Linked DNA regions of Mus musculus: region 1 is linked to region 2. The links are chromatin contacts, called in public HiChIP or PLAC-seq maps. All regions are on one chromosome and are shown on one strand. Each heading gives the region's core, a stretch centred on a gene start, on an enhancer-like site or on the middle of the called end of the contact. The rest is flanking DNA. Distances are from core to core; before and after follow the strand shown.

Region 1 (6,573 bases), core at 1,854-4,353, 65 kb after region 2:
CTCCATTGGGGGCCCTGTGATCCATCCAATAGCTGACTGTGAGCATCCACTTCTGTGTTTGCTAGGCCCCGGCATAGCCTCACAAGAGACAACTATATCTGGGTCCTTTCAGCAAAATCTTGCTAGTGTATCGTTTGGAGGCTGACTATGGGATGGATCCATGGTTATTGGGGAAGGATCTTTACCTATCCTAAATCAAATAGTGGACTAATATCCAATATATACAAAGAGCTCAAGAAGCTGGACCCCAGAAAATCAAATAACCCCATTAAAAATGGGGCTCAGAGCTACACTTAGAATTCTCACCTGAGGAATACCTGAATGAAATGAATGGCTGAGAAACACCTGAAAAAATGTTCAGCATCCTTAATCAAAGCAATCCTGAGATTTCCCCTCACACCAGTCAGAATGGCTAAGATCAAAAACTCAGGTGACAGCAGATGCTGGCAAGAATGTGGAGAAAGAGGAACACTCCTCCATTGTTGGTGGGATTGCAAGCTTGTACAACCACTCTGGAAATCAGTCTGGTGGTTCCTCAGAAAATTGGACATAGTTCTACAGGAGGATCCCGCAATACCTCTCCCGGGCATATATCCAGAAGATGTTCCAACTGGTAAGAAGGACACATGCTGTACTATGTTCATAGCAGCCTTATTTATAATAGCCAGAAGCTGGAAAGAACCCAGATGTCCCTCAACAGAGGAATGGATACAGAAAATGTGGTACATTTACACAGTGGAGTATTACTCAGCTATTAAAAGGAATGAATTTATGAAATTCCTAGGCAAATGGATGGACCTGGAGGGCATCATCCTGAGTGAGGTAACCCAGTCACAAAAGAACTCACACAATATGTACTCACTGATAAGTGGATGTTAGCCCAGAAACTTAGATTACCCAAGATACAAGATACAATCTGCAAAACACATGAAACTCAAGAAGAACAAAAACCAAAATTTGGACACTTTGCCCCTTCTTAGAACTGGGAATAAAACACCCATGGAAGGAGTTACAGAGACAAAGTTTGGAGCTGAGATGAAAAGATGGACCATCTAGAGACTTTTTTTTAAATCAGGCTATGCCAGTACTACACTTAACAGAGCCTCCTGTTGATGGTGAGCACAGCATATAGAACTTATCGAGGTGTCTCTTGCCAACTTCCCAAATATTTACTTTCAATATTTATCTTTCTTAGCTATGTTTCAGGCCTTCCTTTGATCCACTCTCCCTTCAAAACTTAACTATGTTTGCCCTACAGCTTCTGAGACTGCACCTCCCCTGGTTAGAGTCTCCTATGCCAGATCAGCATGGATCTCTCTTCCTTTGTTTAGGTATTTTTGCAGAAGCATCTCTGTGAGTGAGACGCCTAACAATTGTTTTAAATGGAAAGGCTGTTCCCTTTCTTTGCTTGTATTTTTCCATAGCACTTAGAAAATTACAGTTTTCTTTTGTCTATTTCTATTCATCACTTTCATCTCTCCCAGGAGTATAAACTTTGTGAGTCACAGCATCAAAGCTAGAAGAGATTAGATAGTGAGGCATTAAGAACAATAGCTTTAAATTGATGTATTATAAAAGAGGCATAAAATTAAAATGCTTGCCTTAAAATCTAATCAGTTAGAAAGGTAAAACAAAGGGAACCCAAAGGTAGAAATTAAAAGCATAAAAATAGAAACTAAGGAAGTAAAAACTCTACTAGAAGCTTTATTAAAACCAAAACCTGTTTTTTTTTTGAAGTTTTATATATACATACTATTAAATATATAAATATATGTTTTATACATATAAAAATATATAAATACAGGCTGCTCAATCTTTATAATGTTACTTGTGTGTATGTGAATTCCGAGCTGACCACTTGGTATTGAATAACCAATATACGGGCGCTTTGATTTTGCCTCTTGCTCTCAGCACTCCTAAACTGCCTATAGTTCTTTCCTGAGGGTTGAAATCTTATGAGTTTTTTTTTCTCTTTCCTGTTAGCATGATTCTTGGTGTTATCCTTGTTAGGGTCTTGTTTAGGCAGCCATGTTGATGAGACTTGATGACTGTAGCGTCTCTGTCCTTTCTAGAAGACACAGTCTCACAGAAAAGTTCCTGTTCCCCTGGCTTTTGCAATCGTTCCATGCCCTCTTCCACCAGGATCCCTGAGCTCTAGATACATGAGTTATACTCTAGATGCATTATAAATGATAGTTTTATATTCTAGCTAGACTATATAAATGACACACGGTCTTGGTAGTTTACTTATAAGCTATAAGCCTAGATTGGGCAGGTTTTGGAACTATACTAACTTATATCTCAGTCATATGCCCCTTGTTGCTTGCTGTTCCTTCTGGCCATGTGCTCATGAACCACCTCCTTTCATGGCTGCTAATTCTTCTCTTCTGTCTCCTCTCTTCCCCTCCCTCCCTCTCTGCTCTCTCCTGGACCCCTCACTCAATCCTCAAGTCCCGCCTGTCTCTTTCTACTACCCAATCATAGCCTTTAGCCTTTTATTGATCAACTAACCATCAAAAGCTTGTGTACATGAGAATTTGATCATCCCAAGCAACCAGATCTTACAGTACAGAATTTAGCATTTGAATACACAGCAGCACCAGACCAAGCCCAACCATGTATCTCTGGAGTGCTGAGCGTAGTGTGATGACTCAGAAGTTTGCTGCTTTTAGTAATGCTCTCTGTCTGCTGTAACAATTTTTTTGAAAAGCTTCAGGAGAAGTTAGTTGTAAAACATCATTTCAGGAGAATGCAGTAACCAGGTCTGAGACTTTTAAAAAGTACCCACAACTTTAAAAACAACAAAACACAGAAAATATTAACATAGCCCAAGGTCAACTCTATGTTTAGTTTGAAAACATGAAAAAGAAGAAGCATTTCCATGACAGACAACAACAAGAAAAATAAAATAAGAAGTAACCAAATCTCTAAAAAGGAATAGAAAAGATTATGACCCACATGTAAAGGTGAACTGAAAATATTAGCTATAAAGATTGATTTAAGTATTACCCCTACACAGATGAATTTTAGTTGGTTGTAAATACTGTAACATCTAGGTACATATGGTGGTTTGAATATGCTTGGTCCATAGGGAGTGGTACTTTTAGGAGGAAGTGTGTCACTGTGGGGGTGGACTTTAAAGCTCCACCCAGAGCAAAATAGTCAGTCTTCTCCTATTTGCCTTTGGAACAAGATGAAGAACTCTCAGCTCCTCCAGCACCATGCCTGCCTGGATGCTGTCATGCTTCCCACCTTGATAATAGACTGAACCTCTGAATCTGTAAGACGGCTTCAATTAAATGTTGTCCTTAGAAGAATTATCTTGATCATGGTGTCTGTTCACAGCAATGGCACCTTAATTAAGACAGTATATTTTTAGATTTGGAAAACTTCATGCACTCATTTTGGATATATTCCATAGATAGTGGCAGGAGAAACATTTGGGGCAGGAAAAAAACTGCACATGGATATTCAGACACTACCAACCCCCTCGAAGAGTGAGACAGAACTGTGAGGAACTGCAATTCTAGGTCCAGATACAGTTCCAGCAAAGGAACTGACGAGGACATGAGAATATGGAACACACTCATGCTTCATGCTATTACTCTTCATTAGAAAGATGGTGGGTACTCTCTAGGAAAGAAAAAGAAGCATGGGCCAAAGAAGCCACATTTCTTCTAGAAGCAGTAAAGAATTCTTGAGATACCTAAGAGAAATCCAACTTGGTAGAATATTGACAGGCCACCTCAGAAACCTGAGAGCCCTTCTCCCCAATGTCATAGGTCAGAACCCAGCTGACGTCAATTCAAGTGACCATCCCTCCTACATCAGTTCAAGCCACATCAGTCATCCCGAGTCAGTCCTGGAACAAAGGATTCTTGACTGAGAACCTCTGAGAGAACTGCTCAACTGTTTACTCTGCCCATGCACAAAAGCACCCAGAGAAAGTCACACGGCATTGTGCCATCTCGGGAAAGCAACCAATGTCAACTGGTGGTGTCTGGCGCTGAAAGAGCAACAATTTCTTCATGATAGTCATTTGAAGCTGTCCAGCACCTTCATGGTATGTCATAATCATGGCAGAAGCAAGAGCCATGTGCTGTTGCCAAGTGATGTGTAAGACTCATGAGACAGCTCAGTGAGTAAAGGCACTTACAGGCAAGCCTAAAGACCTGAGTTTGATCTCAAGAATTCACAGGGTGGAAGGAAAGAAACAATTCCTGTAGCTTTCCTCTGATATCCACACAAGCACCATGGCTCACACACATACCACACAACATTAGGGGTGTGTGTGTGTGTGTGTGTGTGTGTGTGTGTGTGTGTGTGTTTGCATATTTCCATGTTATAGTTTATAAGTAAATTTTCTGTAGAATTGTAAATCCATTATTTATGCTTTAGGTATTTCAATTTTCTATGTAGTTTGTAATAATTTTAACTCCACCTCTGTGTGTGAGCTGAACTTCAGAAGGATTTCTTTATAGATGTCTAACCTCAGTAGCATTCTCTAACAAGCTCATAGACTCTGTTATAAATACTTCTTTCTTTTTAAAAATTTACTTCATGTGTATGAACTTTTTGCTTGTATGTATGTTTATATTCCATATGCATGCATTGCCTATGGTGGGCAGAAGAGGAAGCTACAGACAGTTGTTAGCCATGTGTGTGTGTGTGTGTGTGTGTGTGTGTGCAGGTGTGTGCATACTGATAATTGAGTCTGAGCTCTTAACTACTAAGTCACCTTTTCAGCTCCATACTTCTCTTGACTATGCCTCAGTGATTTCAATAAGATGAAATATCCAGGATAATAATTTCCCAAAAGTATTCCATCCCAGAAACTCAAGATTAGTGCTTCCAAGTGAATCAAATCCCATGCCAAATATGAGTAGCTCCTTTTTTTAGAAAACAAGTTTTCAGTTTGATTTCTGATGCTGTCTATGTAGATAAAGGAACAAGAGGTCCAGAGCCATTATCTGAAAAATTCGGCTCCTGCATGCTTTGTCCAAGATTGGATAAGTGACACAGAAATGAGGTATTTGTTGGAACTCTGTTACCAGAACGATCCATCCAGAAGGGTGAGAATCTGTCCTTAAGAATGGAAAGTTATTGTTTTTAATGAGGAGGCAATCATAACTAAATACATATGAAAGCCAAAAAAAGAAACTTGTACTGCAAGCTAATTTTTAAAGAAAAGGGGCAACTGTATTTTTAAACGAATAAGATTGGGAAAGAATTGGCACTCTCTGACATACTTCAGCACACTCTAGGGAAGATTTCACCTGTCAGAATCCCCATCATGTGTGACGTGCAGAGCACAGTGACTATGCCACAGGGACCACACAAGACGTAATTTAATCATGTCTTGACATCTGTTTCTGAAAGAACTGTACCTGACCCAGGGCACATAACCACTGGCTTTCATCTTACAGGATAAACAAGTCCTATAGCTACAGTAGACGCTACACTATGGTGATTATAGTTAGTAATGATACATCGTGTACTGGAAATTGAAACTTTGCTAAAAATACAAATCTTAAATGTTTTCATCTTAAAAATAAATAAGGAAAGTGGTATGTAGGGCACCTAGACATTGGACATGTGGAAAGCATTGGTGTTAAGCACTGGGGAACAGTGAATTAGAAAGTTGTAACGTTTGGGGGTTCAAACTGGTGCAGCCACTGTGGCAATCAGTAAGGTTGTTCCTCACAAAGCCAGAAATAGGTCTACCAGATGACCAAGGAGTATGTCTCCTGGGTGTATATCCAGGGAGTAGGAGAGGTAGAGATTTGATATTGTGTGACTGTGGCCCTCAACTGAGTTTTCAGCTTTTAAAAACAACATTGCTCAATTCATTTCTTTTTAAGAGTTACTAAAATTGAAAAGAGACTTGGGTAAAGGAAAAACTTCCTCTGATTTAGATCAGGGATGGGGAAGGTTGTGTGCTTTGCCATGTTAGGGGTCACCATTCACATAGATCACAGCTTGAGCAACCCCCATAACTGTGCTCTGTGATGGCTTGAAGTCCACTTATATTATATGCAAAATACCTCTGAAGGTGGCCTAGTGGACAATGAGAAGCCAATCAAGCTTTCCTACAAGAGGTAACAGCTAAGCCCCAAGCCAGGAGGGGTTGACAAAGTCAGTTTAAGGAAAGGTGGGTTGGGGAAGGTAGACCAGAGAAGGCAATTACCACAGGGGAGACGCAGTACTTACAGATTTTTTTTTTCTGGATAGTATTCCTTTTTCCTGTTTTTGTGAACTATTATTTTACCTTGTAAAAAAATAGCTTTTTAGAAAAGGTGCTCCATTAAAGGTAAACACTTAGTAAAATAACTCATGGTGTAAACATCAGCCTTCCTGGGTGATTGATTGCTCGTTTGGCACCTTAGAAAAGTAAATTCATTAAGAAACTCAATCTTGATAAAATTGGGTGCTATCTCCAAATTGCTTTAGTTCTAGTCTCCTTGAGTTTCTGCCAAGTCCTCCATTATTTTATTTAAAGGCAATAGATTTTCTCCTGTTCCCTTCTAGCTTATAAACATTAGCTTAGAATGGGCACAAAGGACAGGTGTTTGC
Region 2 (6,648 bases), core at 866-3,365:
GCTGTGCGATTCCCATTGCAGTGTTTCCCTATTGTTCGTGCCAAGCCCGAAATGCTAAGTCATTGCTTTTGCTAGAAGGATATTTTCTTATTGCATTCTGAGGATTTGAACAAATATTTTCATTTTGAGGAAAGCTTTGAGAACATTTTCAAATTGCAGGGTTGACTTTCAGAACTAGAAGAGGAGCTTCCAGTCTCCAAAGAGAAGCTCTCAGGTTTGGGCTACCGCGGAACAGAAAGAAGCCAATCGGCATCTTCCCAGCTCAACCTTGACACGCCCTTCCTGCTGCACAGCCATGGGCTCCGTGCTAAGCATGTGGGATCTGTGGTTTTTAGAGCTGTACTGTCCCGAGAAGCAGACACTGACAGAGCAGTGATCTTCATGACCGGTGGCAACAGACGCTTGCAAGTTGGCCACCTACCTGGAAAACTCTGAGACCCACTTTCTCCCTCAACTTCCGTCTACACAGATACCCTTCTGAAATTCCATTTCTAGGGCAATAACTCCTTCCTACAACCAGAGATGTTTTCTATTCTGTTGTCAGACCAGACCAAGGTTCCACAAATTAACAATAATGCTAGCTGACCACCCACGAGTCAGCAGAGAACAATCCACTTACCTATAGTGATCTCTCTCCCCCTCTTCCCCTCTCCCCCTGTCCCCCTCTCCCCCTGTCCCCCTCTCCCCCTCTCCCCCTCTCCCTCTCCCCCTCTCCCTCTCTTTCTACTCCAGGGAAAGATTAACCCTGGTGGAAAATAACTTCAGTTCCCTGCCCCTAACCACCACCATCACCACATTCATGCTATTGATATTGATCACTTTTGAAGCAATTGTCTGCCAATCATCCTCCTAAAGCGGCCATTCACCTAGATTCCAACAAATCTCATTCTCTCTCTCTCTCTCTCTCTCTCTCTCTCTCTCTCTCTGTGTGTGTGTGTGTGTGTGTGTGTGTGTGTGTGTGTGTGTGTGTGTGTGATACAGCACTATGATGAAGGAGTAGTTTTTCAGTTGAGGATCTCTTTTCCCAGATGGTTCTCTCTTGTTTGTATCATGTTGAGAAGGAAGCTAAACAGGACAGGGGCCTCCGTCCTTTCTTCCTCTGCTCTGTTGCTGCTGGCCTGACCATTTGTGCTTCTCACACACGTTTCCACAGTGTGCAGTCCAAACAAGAGGCCCAAAGGAGGCCACGTAATCACAGAGAGCAATCATCAAACTTCGAACTGAGATAAAACTCTCCCTTTTTAAAGTTAATTGCCCAAGGAAAGTTGACCAACATGTTGTAGCAGACTAAAATTGGCCCTGCCATTGGCTAAAATACATTAAAACTGCATTTTTGCCTCTCCAGACAGAAGCAGTACCTGTATTTCATCAGGGTACACACCACACAATTCCTCAGACTGTACATACGCTTCTTTTCCACTGCCAGTCTGGTTTTTTTTTCCAGTAGTGTACACACTTACTGACTCAACTCTTTACTCATGTCTATGTTGATCTTTGTTTTGTCCACTGGTCTCCTCCAGCTGGAGGAGAAATGCTACAAACATGGTCTTTGTTGAGTGATATATCTCAAGCACCTAAAACACTGGTCACATTCAGTCGATCTTTAATAAATACTTGTTGCATCAACGAGCAGGGAAGGAGGAAGCAGCTCACTGTCTTGCAGGTAAAATGCTAGGGACTCACTGTCCTGTTGTGGTTAAGCTGGGGGCGGGGGGGGGGGGAGGCGGGCGGACTAAGCAAAGGTTAAGAAGCACATTTATGAAGCAGATGAATAATGGCTACTGTGTTGTCTTTAATAATATTATTTGTTCTTATCCATTAGACCTTGAGTCTGGTACAGGGATTTGGCCCAGATAAAACGAACAGAAAAACCACGAGATCAGTGTCTTTGGTTAAGGTTTAATGAGCTCCCAGGACTGCATGTTGAATTTGGAGGACAAAGGGTCAGAGATAGCTCACGATTCCTTTCAGAAGAACTAACGGATCACTTCATTAACTTTCTTCAGGAGGAAAGAGAGCCACGGGAATAATGCAGACATTTGGAGGAGCCTTCTCTAGTCATCCCTTTAGGCTCTGAGGAAGAAAGACTCTTGCTGCCAGATCACATTATGCAACTGTGTGTGTTTCACAATCCATGATGCCACGATCAAGGATTTGAAATATCCTTCAAGAATGTGTTTAAGTTTGTTTAAAACCCAATGTTTTACTTGACCTCAGAAGCCTCTCTCTCTCTCTTTTTTTAAACTTTTCATGAAACTATGCTTCTGTTGCTTGTAAAATTTGAAAAACCTTCATCTCCCTTCCCCAGGCATTCACATACGGCTTAAACTAATTCTAACTGGGGTTTAGTGGTCCTCAGTCTTCCTGATGCTGCGCCCCCCTTTAATACAGGTCCTCACGTTGTAGTGACCCCCACAACAAAATCACGTTTGTTGCCGCTCTATGAGTGTAATTTTGCTACTTTTATGAATCATACTGTAAGTATCTGTGTTTCTGTGTTTCCGACAGTTCTAGGTCTACCTCCCTGTCCCTCTAACCTTCTTTTCCACCTGCCCAGTGTTGGAGGGTTAGAAGGGATCCTGGTGAAGAAAGGTGGTGGGTATAAGAACCCAATAAAGTAGCTTAAAAATCACAGTACAGAGAACTGCAAAGTAAAGGAAGAAAGTGGGAGGTAGGTAAAATAAAAGAATGTTTAAACCACCAAAATGGAAGCTGTACGAGAGTGGGTTTACTCTAACTATATAGCACATGAGAGGTATCTCCGTGGCGGTACAGTAAACATGTCACAAAGCCACCCAGGCTCCCTCTAAGACAGCAGGGGATTCTATGATTCGTTCAATATCTAGAGCATACATACAAAGGATATATATTCTTAACCATGGAATGCCAAACTTTAATTAGCTGATGCTTTTGAGTTGACATTGAGGTCTTTTCTATAGAATTGCTTAACTTGGAACTTAAAAAGGGTAATTAAAATAATCCTTTAAAAATCAAAATGAGCGTCAATGAATTCTTTGAATGATATATTATCACCCAGCAAACATAGACACCCCTCTTTCTCACCAGATAATAAACATCCTCTCTATGATGTCAGTTCTCGGTCTTTCCTCACACTTAGTTCACAGTTATAAGCAATATGCTGGAGCACATAGAGTCTTTCTTCTAGTCATTATAATTTTTTTCTGTAGAATGTTAGTTTTCATGGTCGTAGTTTTTTGCGAATGCAATAAGGTACTGTTGGACTTCAGTTGATTAGAGAATAATTAATAATTCTGTCTCTACTCCCCCTCTTTTAGATATGAGATATAATGTATCACTTGTCTCACTTAAGTAGTGACTTAACAATGAAGGAAAGTTGATAATCAGTCACTCAAACACACTATTCTGAACATGAGTCAAAACGTCAAAGTACATTTTATAAATATGAACCAATATTATAGTCAGTAAGAACGATGATCTTTCTGTCTTGAAACATGGTGCCATAAACTTAGCTTAAGATCGGGCACCAAACAACCTCTCACAGGAACTTGAGAGCATCATTTTCCTGCTTCCTATTTCTGCATACATTTCTCAGACAGTGCTGCCTGTGGTGGGGTGGGAGGGGATCCACACCAGTGTCGATGTGTGAGCTCTGCAGCAAGCCCACTTTCATTATCTCAGAAGTAGCTCTATGTTGGAATGAGATGGTGACTTGTGTGCAGTTCTCTTTCTCTTTAAACCACAACTAAAATAGTCAGTGGAATTTTAAAGGGATTAAAAAGGTGTCTTGAAGCCAAAAGAAAAAGGGATACCATTCGCATTCCAGTTATCTCCAAGAATTCTGGAACTGGACTGAAGAAATGATGATTCAAACCCATGCTTGCTGATAAAGATGCCCAATTTCAGAGCAGCAGGCGAAAGGGATTCCCAAAAAAATGGCAACAACAGCCCCAAAGAGATGAAAAGTAAGGCTGTGTGGAACACTCGCAGAGCAGGGTCAGGCTCTTTGTTATCCCGTTTGAGGTTTTGATTCTATAGCAGAGATCAGCAAGCTTTATAGAAAGAGGACCAGCTAGTAAATATTTTCAGCTCTGCTGAACATGTGGTGTCTCGTGACGACTCACCTCGGACATCACAGCATGAAACCACTCTTAGCGATATCTTAATGAACAAGCATGGCTGTGCTCCAATAAAACTTTATGGACACCGAGGTTTGAATTTTATGTAATTGTCATGTATCCATAAAATATTATTCCTTTTACTCTTTCCCAGCCATTAAAATGTTTTCTTAGCTCGCTGGCCTTTCAAAATTGGGTGGCAGACCAAGCTTGGCTGACCTGTGGTAGCTTGCTAAGCAATAACATCAGAAGGAAGCTCTGGTTAGGGTCCTAGAGCATATGGGATAACTCAGAAGCACTGAGACGGCATGGCAAGCATGCGCACCAGGAAGGAGGCCAGTGGAAGATGTACGAGTTGACTGCTGTGAAAACCCAGCCAAACACATTGCTGGAAAAGGACTATTATGCAATTACTCAGCAAACACACTGGCCCTCTCACACACACGTATATAACATTCACAGACACATGCGCACACACCCCCAAATGTCACAAGTAATGTTTGGCAAACCAGTCTGTTCAGGAGAAAAAGAGTCAAGAGAACTGGACAAATTATGCATTCAAATGATCCAAATAAACATTCAAGATGTACACAAAGAGAAATACCCATACATTTTACCCATACTCAAAATCCTTATAAATAAGGTATATTAAAACAAACTAGTGTAATTTAATATATAAAATTGATAAAAAGCTCAGGGCAGCAATATCTGAAAAAGCTACAAGAAATGTGGTTACTCTCACCCTGTTAACAACGGTGTATTGTAAAATCACCCTTCAGCAAGCCACTCTACCGAGAGGAGGAGTTTACCCTGGAGGATCAAACAATGCTACAACACAAAGATTTATGTGTAAGGAAATTGATTCTTTCGATATTCCTTATTGTAGAAAAACAATTGCATCAATTCCGTTCCCTAGGAGAGGACTTGGGTAAGTATGGGATACCCAGACGTAGAGTTCTATATGGCTAATAAAATGTTTATAGGTTTTGTTTTGACATGAAAATCTGCTTATAATTCATTGTAAGTGAAACAAGCGGGTTCTAAGGCAGCGCCTCCAATGTGACCTCCACACTGGAAGGATTTTGCAGTCCGTGTGTGCAGCGCGTGGTGCATAAGAGAGTTGTACATATGTTTATGGAACTAGGGAACAAAACTTGCATGGACATGCACTGATGATTTAGTAGTGGTGCTCTCCATGTGTGCAGCCATCTTGTTTATAGATCCCTGGGGGGATTATGCTTTGCATTTTATGGAATGGGATCGCTGGGCAGGAGTCCTTCTGACGTCTCATATGTTTTCAAGGGCAGTCAGTGTTGCTGGGCTGTGGTGCTCCCCTGTAGGAATATACCCCACACTGTTCCAACCAGCACGCCTCCTAACGCACATGTGCAGAAGGTTTCCTAAACGATTTCTTTAGGATGAAATCGATAAGCTGTGAGGACTAAGCATTTTTAACTTTATTACTTAATGCCCAAATTCATAGCCTACCAATAATATGATACCCATTGTCCCAGAACTCTGACGAACTTTTGGCTATGATGCCGTTGAATGTCATTCCTTTTCTTTTTAATCTTTGTCTAGAATGTTGATTATTTCTGTTATTCCAGGAGAGGGTATGGTCTTCACATTTCAATTTACTCATTGGTTTGCTTCTACACCACTAATTTTCTTCTCAAGTTGCATAAGATATCACTTTTAGCCACTGAAGGTTTAATTGTACTAGGTACACTATAGTTTTATAAGTGGATTTTTATAATATTCCTGCCTTCATTTTTTTCATTTGCTCAGAATTTAGCTACTTGTGATGTTTTGAAAACCTTTTAAATTAGATTATCGAGACATTGCACATTTCCAGTGGAGCTCTGATTCCCTATTTTCCTTAGGTCTTTGTTTCCATATTCACTTTGTATTCTTCTCTCTGTGCACGTTTCAACCTTGGATCATCATCTGTGGGAGACATAGTGGGCACAGGTTGAGTTTTCATAGAGATTTGCATGGATACTAGGGCTTACTGAAACTTGGGACCACTTTAAATTATCTTTATGAGATGTTTTGTGCTTCAAAGTAACAGAAATGTAAAACCTATCCATATGGAGATGTCCTTGTGTTAACTCTACCTGGAGAGGATTTCTTTACTGGTCCTTTGGTTTATGGATCAGGTCTTCAGAACCAAACTTCTGTTTTCTTCTCTTAGTTTATTTATCCCACCCCTGTCCAGCAAGGATGCAGTTCCTCCAAGGATGCAATCTTCTAAGGGTCTAGCTTTGGATGTGGACTTTCTGTTAGATATATACATTTGTCTATGTTTCAACCTAGTCAGCTTGGATTGCCATGAAAAAATGGCATGGCTACATTGCTTTTCCTAGGTGATGTGCCTATGGATACCTATTTCCTTCAGATACAGGAAATAAATACAGACCAATAAAACGATTTCATCCAAGACCATTCTAGTAATCCAATCAGTATATTGAAGTGATGCCCATGAGCATGGGTGACCCAGGAAGCTACATCACTGAAAAGTTTGCCTCACCATGGCTTCCAAGCCAGAAAA

What was found. HiChIP or PLAC-seq counts read pairs in DNA pulled down with a chosen protein or histone mark.
Region 1: a CTCF HiChIP or PLAC-seq map of the NIH/3T3 cell line shows a contact between it and region 2, with 12 read pairs. The contact joins two enhancer-like sites. A contact is called at or near these places in 1 of 15 datasets of contacts at CTCF or cohesin (the NIH/3T3 cell line), 3 of 484 Hi-C or Micro-C datasets (the HPC-7 cell line, uterus and ventricular fibroblasts) and 1 of 9 other capture datasets (adipose tissue).

Annotation. Positions count from the first base shown.
Region 1 is chr4:105,767,773-105,774,345 of GRCm38.p6, forward strand. No RefSeq gene overlaps it. Among named protein-coding and RNA genes, the nearest start is that of Gm29922, 75 kb to the right of the region's middle. Within about 2 kb of position 3,104, at least 9 of the 459 cell types and tissues checked have an H3K27ac peak or open chromatin away from gene starts, as enhancers often do. A contact at or near this core is called in the NIH/3T3 cell line, where this site is marked.
Region 2 is chr4:105,704,181-105,710,828 of GRCm38.p6, forward strand. No RefSeq gene overlaps it. Among named protein-coding and RNA genes, the nearest start is that of Gm29922, 140 kb to the right of the region's middle. Within about 2 kb of position 2,116, at least 14 of the 459 cell types and tissues checked have an H3K27ac peak or open chromatin away from gene starts, as enhancers often do. A contact at or near this core is called in the NIH/3T3 cell line, where this site is marked.